2 separate regions of the Pan troglodytes genome follow, and region 2 is linked to region 1. The links are chromatin contacts, called in public HiChIP or PLAC-seq maps. All regions are on one chromosome and are shown on one strand. Each heading gives the region's core, a stretch centred on a gene start, on an enhancer-like site or on the middle of the called end of the contact. The rest is flanking DNA. Distances are from core to core; before and after follow the strand shown.

What was found. HiChIP or PLAC-seq counts read pairs in DNA pulled down with a chosen protein or histone mark.
Region 2: an H3K4me3 HiChIP or PLAC-seq map of stem cell-derived excitatory neurons shows a contact between it and region 1, with 8 times the contacts expected there. The contact joins the enhancer-like site here to the promoter of NDUFAF4 in region 1. A contact is called at or near these places in 4 of 7 Hi-C or Micro-C datasets (blood, induced pluripotent stem cells and stem cell-derived neural progenitor cells), 1 of 1 datasets of contacts at active chromatin or transcription factors (stem cell-derived excitatory neurons) and 1 of 1 other capture datasets (stem cell-derived neural stem cells).

The regions. Positions count from the first base shown.
Region 1 is chr5:108,835,051-108,839,549 of NHGRI_mPanTro3-v2.0_pri, reverse strand. NDUFAF4 (NADH:ubiquinone oxidoreductase complex assembly factor 4) reads left to right here and starts at 3,008. Exons shown (of 3, transcript XM_001135738.6): 1 at 3,008-3,255; 2 at 4,075-4,178. The coding sequence starts at 3,120. KLHL32 (kelch like family member 32) reads right to left here and starts at 2,838. Exons shown (of 8, transcript XM_016956028.4): 1 at 765-2,838; 2 at 507-595.
Region 2 is chr5:108,988,040-108,992,207 of NHGRI_mPanTro3-v2.0_pri, reverse strand. The region is part of intron 5 of KLHL32 (kelch like family member 32); the gene reads right to left. Among named protein-coding and RNA genes, the nearest start is that of KLHL32, 150 kb to the right of the region's middle. Within about 2 kb of position 1,682, at least 9 of the 24 cell types and tissues checked have an H3K27ac peak or open chromatin away from gene starts, as enhancers often do.

The DNA.
Region 1 (4,499 bases), core at 1,759-4,258:
TACAGATTCTCTGGTTTCTAATCTGGAATCCAGGCCCTGGAGAGGTTCTCTCTGCCTGAACACCAGAACCTCTGCCAGAATAAGTCATTCCTCCATAAATCTGTTGTGCTCCTCACTAGTGGTTGAGATTTGATTGATGAAACCTCTGAGGGCTGTCCTGGGCCCCTTGAGCCAACTGTCACCTGGGTTTAGCTACTGTAATCCTTTGGAGAACGCAGAATGCTGTTGAATTATGTTCAAAAGAAGGAGTACCCAATGGTAAAAGTCTAGGCAGAGAGAAAGACATAAGGGCAGAGGGAAACAAAGTGGGGACTATTTCTGTGGCCAATGTCAGGCACAGGCAGGTGGCATTTTATGCCCCAGAGCTAATGATTCCCACCCATATTCCAACCTTAATAAATCTAACAATGCCACCACGTGTGCTGAGCACATTAATCAGCAAATAAAAATCAAATTTAGCATTTTTATTTTTTAAAAATTAAATTATTGAAGAACATGAGTCTTACTGTAATCTCAAATTTTTTTTATCACTTTCATTCACCTATTCACCAGAGCTTCAGAATATGTGTCCTTTTTTAAACTGCTCCCTTCTCCTCTGAAAAATGAAAAACAATGCAAATATTGAACATCAGATTCTGAGCTGGGCATTGTACTAGACACATATTTTTAATCTGTGTAAAACCCCTTAGGTGATTACTATTATCTCAATTTTAAGATGAGCAAAGTGTGTTCAACCACATTAAGTTACTTGCATAAGGACTCACTTCTGGAAGCAGGGCTAGTGTTCAGGCAGAGAGAACTTGTCTGGGGTCTGGACTCCAGCTCAGGGATCCTACTTGTCTTTCAGTTCATTTGACCTTTATTTGATAATTGTTTAGTACCTACTGTGTACTAGCTCTGTTCAATGTGTTGGATACAGCAGTGAACAAAACAGACAAAAGTTCTGTCCTCATAATTTAAATTCTAGTTGTTGTCAAGACCCTGGGTTTATTAGTATCTTAAGATATTCAGCCATACACATGCATCATAATACTCCACTCAGATGGAAGCTTCATTCTAAGCAGCATCCTAGTTATACTTTCCTTGGGGATCTGACTTCAATCCTTAACATAAGCCCAATAGGAGTTCTTAAGTTCAGAGTTCCTGTTAATTTATATGTTTTGACAAGAAGAGCTGGAATTATGCATTTATGGTTCAGGTTTTATTTCCATGATTCCCAAAGGGTGACAGCCAATTGTGAGTTTCTGATGGAGTGCATCTGCCTTCTGTTTTGCAATTTGAGGGCCTGAGCAGCACTGGGCCAGGATCAGGCAAAGCAGCTGACACATGCTGGAAGCTCTTTCAATGTTGAATCCAAGCTCTATTGGAATGTGTGAATTCAAATAATTATTTCATATTGTAATCCCTACTGTCCTGACAGTCACTTCTAACATTACTTTTTCATACTGCCCGAAGTTCGGTGGAATTTCTATGAAAATGAGATTTTCACTTTTAAAATATTTTAACAGGCAGTGAGTCGAATTGCTACCATGATTAAAGCACATAGACATAATGAGGCAGATTAAAATTTCTTAGCACCCGTAGAAATAGAAATACCGTGCCTAAAAAGCCCTGAATCACAAGCATGCTTAAAAGTATCAAAGATAGAAATCTTGGAGCAGCCTGCCATCTTCAGGATAACTTCCCAGTTAATGCTATCTGAGATCACTGATTTCAGCTTCCATAAATTCCAAATACCAATCCCTGTAAAAATGTTCAGTATAATTAAATAAAGGGCATTTAAATTAGAGTGGCTGAAGCCATCTTCCTTGCAGTGCTTTTGCTCTGATTAAGCATTATATTTAATGATTATATTAGTTTTCTTTTTAAAAAACTTTCCCTTTCTTCATTTTGGTTCTTTGATTCTTGTTTTATTATTATTATTCTATTCGATTATCTTTACATCAATATTTTCTTACTTTAAGCTGGTTAAAAACATCCACTCTACTTCATTTTGCTAAGCAGAGATCAGAACACTAAAAATAGATTTTGCAGCCACAGTAAGAGAAATACTGTAACCTCCTTCCTACTGCTTCCTTCCTGATGGGTTTTATTTTAGATTAATAACAATATTTCTAAAGGGTCTTAAATAAAAGCAGCACTACAGTAACCCATTCAGGAAATGGAGAGAGACGGAGAAGGTGAATGTAACACTCGTTTTTTTGTTTGTTTGTTTGTTTGTTTTTTCTGACGTCTTATTGTCTGTTCCTTTCATTAAATTACACAGAGGCTTAAAAAGAATGAAGAAGGCAAGAGAGAAGAGAAATAGGAGAGGGAATGACTCAGCATTTAGTAGCATGGAGAAGTAAATTAGTAGCAAAAATAAGATAAGGGAAAGTATAACTAAAATCGATACCATTAGGTCAAATGAGAACGGGATGTAAAAAATAATGGAAAAAGAATACAGTGGCTTGAAAATGCATCAGGCGGGGGGACAGGAAAATAAGAGGCATTTAAATGAGAGCGGCTGAGAACAAATACTCATCGACAAGGAACATCCTTTCATTATTTTCCTTTCACAAAAGCAGGAAAGGGCAACTTGAGAGCCCAGTTTGACCCTGGTTCAGTAAGTTCCATTTTTATCGGCTAACTCTTTGGTGGCATTGCCCTGTGAAACAACTTCAAGGTCAACTTCCTTACGACTTTGATTTTCAACTCTTCACTGAAACTTTGGAATCACGTGGAGTCTTATCCAATGCTGGGCCTCACTCCACAAGAATTAAATCAGAAAGTCTGGGGTAGGGCCCGGCACAGAACTTTACAGAGCTTCCCGGGTGACTCCCTCGGAGTTCCAGCGTTAAAAGCAACCGTGGGTCTGGGGACTTAAGCCCCGCCACCTCCCGCCGGAAGCGGCCCCCGTGGGAGCAGTCACTCGCCCCGAAGGGAGGGGCTCCCTTTTAAATGCCCTGGGCAGAGAAGCGGTGTGTGGCCTCCCGAGCGCTAGGGGGCGACGGGCACGCATTTAAGCGCCCGCGGCGGGGCTTCCCCTGACTTGTGCGCATGCTCTTGGTGTCCCGGAGTTGTCCTGCGCCGGTGTTCCCACGTGCGGCCTGAACCTGAGCGCATAATGTTATGAGGAGATGGGAGCACTAGTGATTCGCGGTATCAGGAATTTCAACCTAGAGAACCGAGCGGAACGGGAAATCAGCAAGATGAAGCCCTCTGTCGCTCCCAGACACCCCTCTACCAACAGCCTCCTGCGAGAGCAGATTAGTCGTGAGTGGTGCGAGGGCGTTTCGGGGCCCGGGGGCGCGGAGTCCCTGTGCTGCCCGGCTGTCCCTAGCGTGGGTCCGGAGGCCGAGGGATCGGCGTCAGCCTGCTCGGCCGCAGCCGCTCGGGTTGGCGGAGCGTTGGAAGGGGGAGCCGCCAGGCCGGTGACATTGAGACTGTCCTCCGCGCCCGCGGTGAGGTCGGCGGCCCCGCCTACTTCCGAGACCCAGAGGCAGCGGCCAGTGCTCCCGCTAACCAGGCCCTCGCCGGCTGCTGTCACGGACTTGATACAGGGAATCAAAATCCGAGAGGGTCACAGAGCTTTCTCTAGGGGTCTTCACTGGACGATGGACGCAGAGCCTGACCTGGAATTTTGATTTCCATCTAAAGTATTTTCCTAACAGTCCAAATGATTATGTTTATTTTTTAAAAAAATTAAAGTGGTTAGGCCGGGCGCGGTAGCTCAAGCCTGTAATCTCAGCACTTTGGGAGGCCGAGGCGGGCAGATCACCTGAGGTCAGGAGTTCGAGACCAGCCTGGCCAACATGGCAAAACCCCGTCTCTACAAACAATGCAAAAATTAGCCGGGCGTGGTGGCGCGCCTGTAGCCTCAGCTTGTCGGGAGGCTGAGGTGGGAGAATCTCTCGAACCCCGGAGGCGGAGGTTGCAGGGAGCCGAGATCGCGCGACTGCACTCCAGTCTGGGCGACAGAGCGAGACTCCGACTCAAAAAAGAAAAGAAAAGAAAGCGTTTGTGTTAAGCGTTTAGGATATTACAGGAAATTTTCCTTGATTTTAATATTGTGACTTTTTTTCCTTTCCTTAGTCTATCCAGAAGTTAAAGGAGAGATTGCTTGTAAAGATGAAAAGCTGCTGTCGTTTCTAAAAGATGTGTATGTTGATTCCAAAGATCCTGTGTCTTCCTTGCAGGTAAATGTATGTTTAATTAAGTGAATACACAATTTACTTATTTTGGGGCTTCAGGAAAATGATTAAGTGTGGCAAGTCGTAAAAAAAGTGCTCTGCAAGTGTGTGTTGTGATCATTCTACGGGCCTTGGCAAAGTTTAAGCACAGTGGTGTAAGACAGCAAGACACTTATGCCTTGGTTCACTGGATATTTACCAGAATTCTAAAATAACTTGTGGAAGTATTGATACAAGCAACTGTGTGAATTATTTCATAGTATTTCAGAATTTGTAGGATTTGGTAAGGCATTACTTCCAGTGGTTGTCATTTGAGTGACAAAAGCA
Region 2 (4,168 bases), core at 433-2,932, 150 kb before region 1:
CCATGGATTATGAAATATGTAGCAATGGAACTTTCTGTTGAAACATTCAAAAGAAACACGTGCACAGAAGTGCAAAACCCACTGAGTTAACTAGGAGGGTTGATCTACTGTTTGGAGTTACTGGATACTCGCCATTTCTACTTTGGAGAATGTCAGAGAAAGACTGTTTATTGCCCCACCTATGACAATAAAACCATTATCAAGAGCAAAAAGGAAATATTTCTTTTTCTATTCCCAATACTGGCAATGGGGTAGAGTGGGAGGTGCTGAGAGTTGGAAGGAGAATGGAGGAAAGAACAACAAATCCAGCTCATTTGAATGGATTTTTACACAAGGGAGATACGGTTAAAACACAGAAGGGGCCACACTCATCCTTGTCTTCTATATTATCTAAGGTATCTGGAGACCCTCACAGTGTTATCAGTGTGCATGATCTGTACATACGACCTCAGGCACCTTAGCCCACAGTGGGTTCCTCAGCACAGAATTGGTGCCAGAAAAGATTATAAATGCTGTAAGAATATTGTTCAAACACATGTGTTTTTTGTTTGTTTGTTTGTCTGAGATGGAGTTTCGCTCTTGTTTCCCAGGCTGGAGTGCAGTGGCATGATCTTGGCTCACTGCAGCCTCCACTTCCGGAGTTCAAGTGGTTCTCCTGCCTCAGCCTCCTGAGTAGCTGGTATTACAGGTGTCCACCGCCACACCTGGTGAATTTTTTTATTTTTAGTAGAGATGGGGTTTTGCCATGTTGGCCAGGCTGGTCTCAAACTCCTGACCACAGGTGATCTGCCCACCTCGGCCTCCCAAAGTGCTGGGATTACAAGCATGAGCCACTGCGTCCAGCCCACATTGTGTTTTCATTAGGTGACTGAGTTTAATAATATTCCAAAGGAAAATGTCTGTGCCTGAAATGTGACTATTACTCAAGTAGAATGCTAGACGAATGTAATAGAGTCTGCCCCTATTTTTGTTATTTCACTCCGGATGGCTTTCAAGCCCCACCCTTCCCTATTTTCCTGCTTGCCCTACATCTGAGCAAAGGTTTAAAACAGCCTGAAAACTCTCTCCAAAATACACAAGCCCTACCTGCGGGTAGCCCTTGCCCCTGCCCCACAATAAAAGCTAAAGCCAGCCATACCTCCAGGCTCTCTGAAGCCATTTTTGCACCTGCTTAGGAGTCACCCTGCTCTCTCCAGAAAGCCTCATTATGTGAGGAATAAACCTTTTCACATCCTGTTGGGGTGTGTGGCATTATCAGTCTCAACATCCAAATCAGATTTTGGGTTGGGGGAGTGCGCATTCTATTTCTGCCAAGTGACAGCAAGAAAATGAACACATAAATTTATAAATTATTTGGGAAAAACAAGAATACATTTTTCAAAAATCAAAACATACTGAATTGGAAAGCTGATCTTAGAAGGGTGGCCACAGTTAAACTTCTTTGCACAGAGACATTTTAGACACGAATCTGCTGAATGAATGGCTTTATAATTCTTGCAGCACAAACTACACTCTGAGCACATTCTGACTGGATAGCACAGAGAAATTTAATAAAGGAGAACAGACTGGCGTGAAGCAGAGATTGTCACTTAGAATTGGCCCTGCCCTACAGGTGGGAGGCCCTCCTACATGACCTGACTGTGAATCAGCTGTTCTCTGTGAGAAAGAGACAGGTCTTGGGACCAACAAAGCTGTTCATATTTTATGACTTCACTGTCAAACAGGAAGCAGACTAATCTGCTTGTTTGTTTCAATAATGCACTGATAAAAGAGAAAATCTCCCCCAAGGCAAATAACTAGTTTCAAAAGATCTAAAAAAGCAAAAAAGTAACTGATGAAATTCAAACTTCCTCTTTTGTTTCACACTTCTCAAACTTTCCATGTCAACACTCCAGTTATGGACTCTGGCATAGGTCTGACAAGAAGGTAAGGAGAAATGTCACTTTCTGCAAAATTCAAAATAAAGTAGTCCCCCCACCCCCTCTGTTATCGACGGTTTCGCTTTCTACGGTTTCAGTTACCCATGGTAAACTGCAGTCCAAAAATATTACACAGAAAATTCTAGAAATAAACGATTCATGAGTTTTAAATTATGCACCATTCTGAGTGGCATGATGCAATCTCCCACCATCCCACTCTGTCCTACCAAGACATGAATCATTCCTTTGTTCAGCATATCCTCATTGTAGATGCTCTCTGCCTGTTAGTAACCTAGTAGCCCTCTGGGTTATCAGACCACTGTGGCAGTATCTCAGTGCTTGTGTTTATTTTACTTAATAATGGCCCCAAGGTGCAAGAGAGGTGATGCTGGTGTATTGTTATAATTGCTCTACTTTATTGTTAGTAATTGTTGTTAATCTTATTGTGCCTAATTTATAAACTAAATTTTATGACAGGTGTGTATGGATAGGAAAAAAACATAGTATATATAGGGTTTGGTACTTATCTGAGGTTTCAGGCATCCACTGGGGTCTTGGAATATAGCCCCAGCAGGTAAGGAAGGGATGCTATATTCTTCCTTAAAATGTGGATTTCACTGTGTACCCTCCAGAGTGCAAGGCACAGTGGAGGTGCCTCAGGGCCTTTTACTTGCCAGGTAGTTACTGCCAGCTAAAGAAAGGATTGGGAAGCTAAAATATTTAAACCACTGAATAGTCTTAACACTACTCCTGAGAGAAACATTTTAAAAATTTTCTCCCATGTTTGCTCCATGTGCTACTATTTAGCTCAATTGGGTTATGTTTATAAGTAAATCTGACAGAGACTTTCTCCATATAAATGGATACTTCTACCCCTGAAGGGATGGTCCATGAGAAAGCAGATCCAATTAAGATTCCTGTCACTCTGCTGCCTGGCCCGATGCTCAGGTCTCCCGAGAAAAGTATTCTGCTGTGGGGAATACAGCTTCAATGATCATCAAAATGTAATGCATAGTGTTTGCATTATCAGGGCTATATAAAAAAAAGTCATGTGAACTTATTAGGGAACCAAATGACAATCAAAAAAAAAAAGTTACTATGGTGAGACCTCTGACTGAATGAATATTTTTAAAGTAATTTTTCCCTTAACAGAGTATGATAGTTTTCTTGATTGCCAAAAGGCTTCAAAATAAGAACAGTAATGGTGATACAATATTTCCTTGTAAAGATCATATTGAAGCATTCTCTGGGTCAGAGAAATGTATTTAGGGTGAATATCCCCCAAGAGATGGGTTCTTCTGTGATTTTCAGAAGCCAAGGGCTGGAGTTACTGAATAATAAAGAGAAATGCAAGGGAACACAGATCCCAAGGCATCCTTCTTCAGAAGCCCGGATATGACATAATTGGTTCACAGCTGACAGAGTTAGCAGTGCCTGGAAGTGGAGAATTGTAAAGGGGACTATAAACGTCACTATCATTTGGTGCAGAGTTTCTCTCTCCACTGGGTTTCTGGAATCTCTTCATCAGTCTCCAACGGACAGAAAATGAGGAGAGCTCCCCAGAAATTAAGAGGAAGCTAACTAGGTTTCAACCCTTCCTCCACTACATGTAAGGTATTTATCACAGTGCTTGGCATATAGTGTATATTCCTTGACATCATCATAGCCAGAGTGTTAAACAATAAACTTTATTGTGGTTCGCAGTCCTATTTGCTTCCATTTCGGTCCTAAGGTACTCAAATTTCTAAAGGCTTATCCCAAGGCCTTTGGTGCTGGAAGTTCTACTTTCCAAGCAGGGCTCTTCTTTTTATGAAAGGGTCTTGATGTTTTCTGCTCTTTACTGTCAGGCTGGGTTTTTTGGTTTTTGCTTTTTGATTTTCTAAAAACACCTGCCTGCTCCCGGGTGGCTGACCTCTTGTCTAGTTTGGACTGGGATCCATCTCCCAGGCAACATTTCCATCAGAGTATTTCTCTTCCTTCTTCCTCATGCCTCTTCTACTCAGGACTGGTCTGAAACATGAAAAAACTTGGCCACAGTTTCAAAGTGAGGAGAGTAAGGGAGGCCAGGGTAACAGGATGGGCCCTCTTGCCCACCAGTGTAACTGGAGTTTGTATTTTCTTAGATTCACTTTGTCCTTTTCTCTCTAAGGCAGATCTGCCCAGAGTCAGTTTATGTCACCATTTGCTTCCAACCTTGCTCCCAAAACAAGCCCTGCAGAGCAAGAGCAGCCTGGCCTCTATGCCCTCCA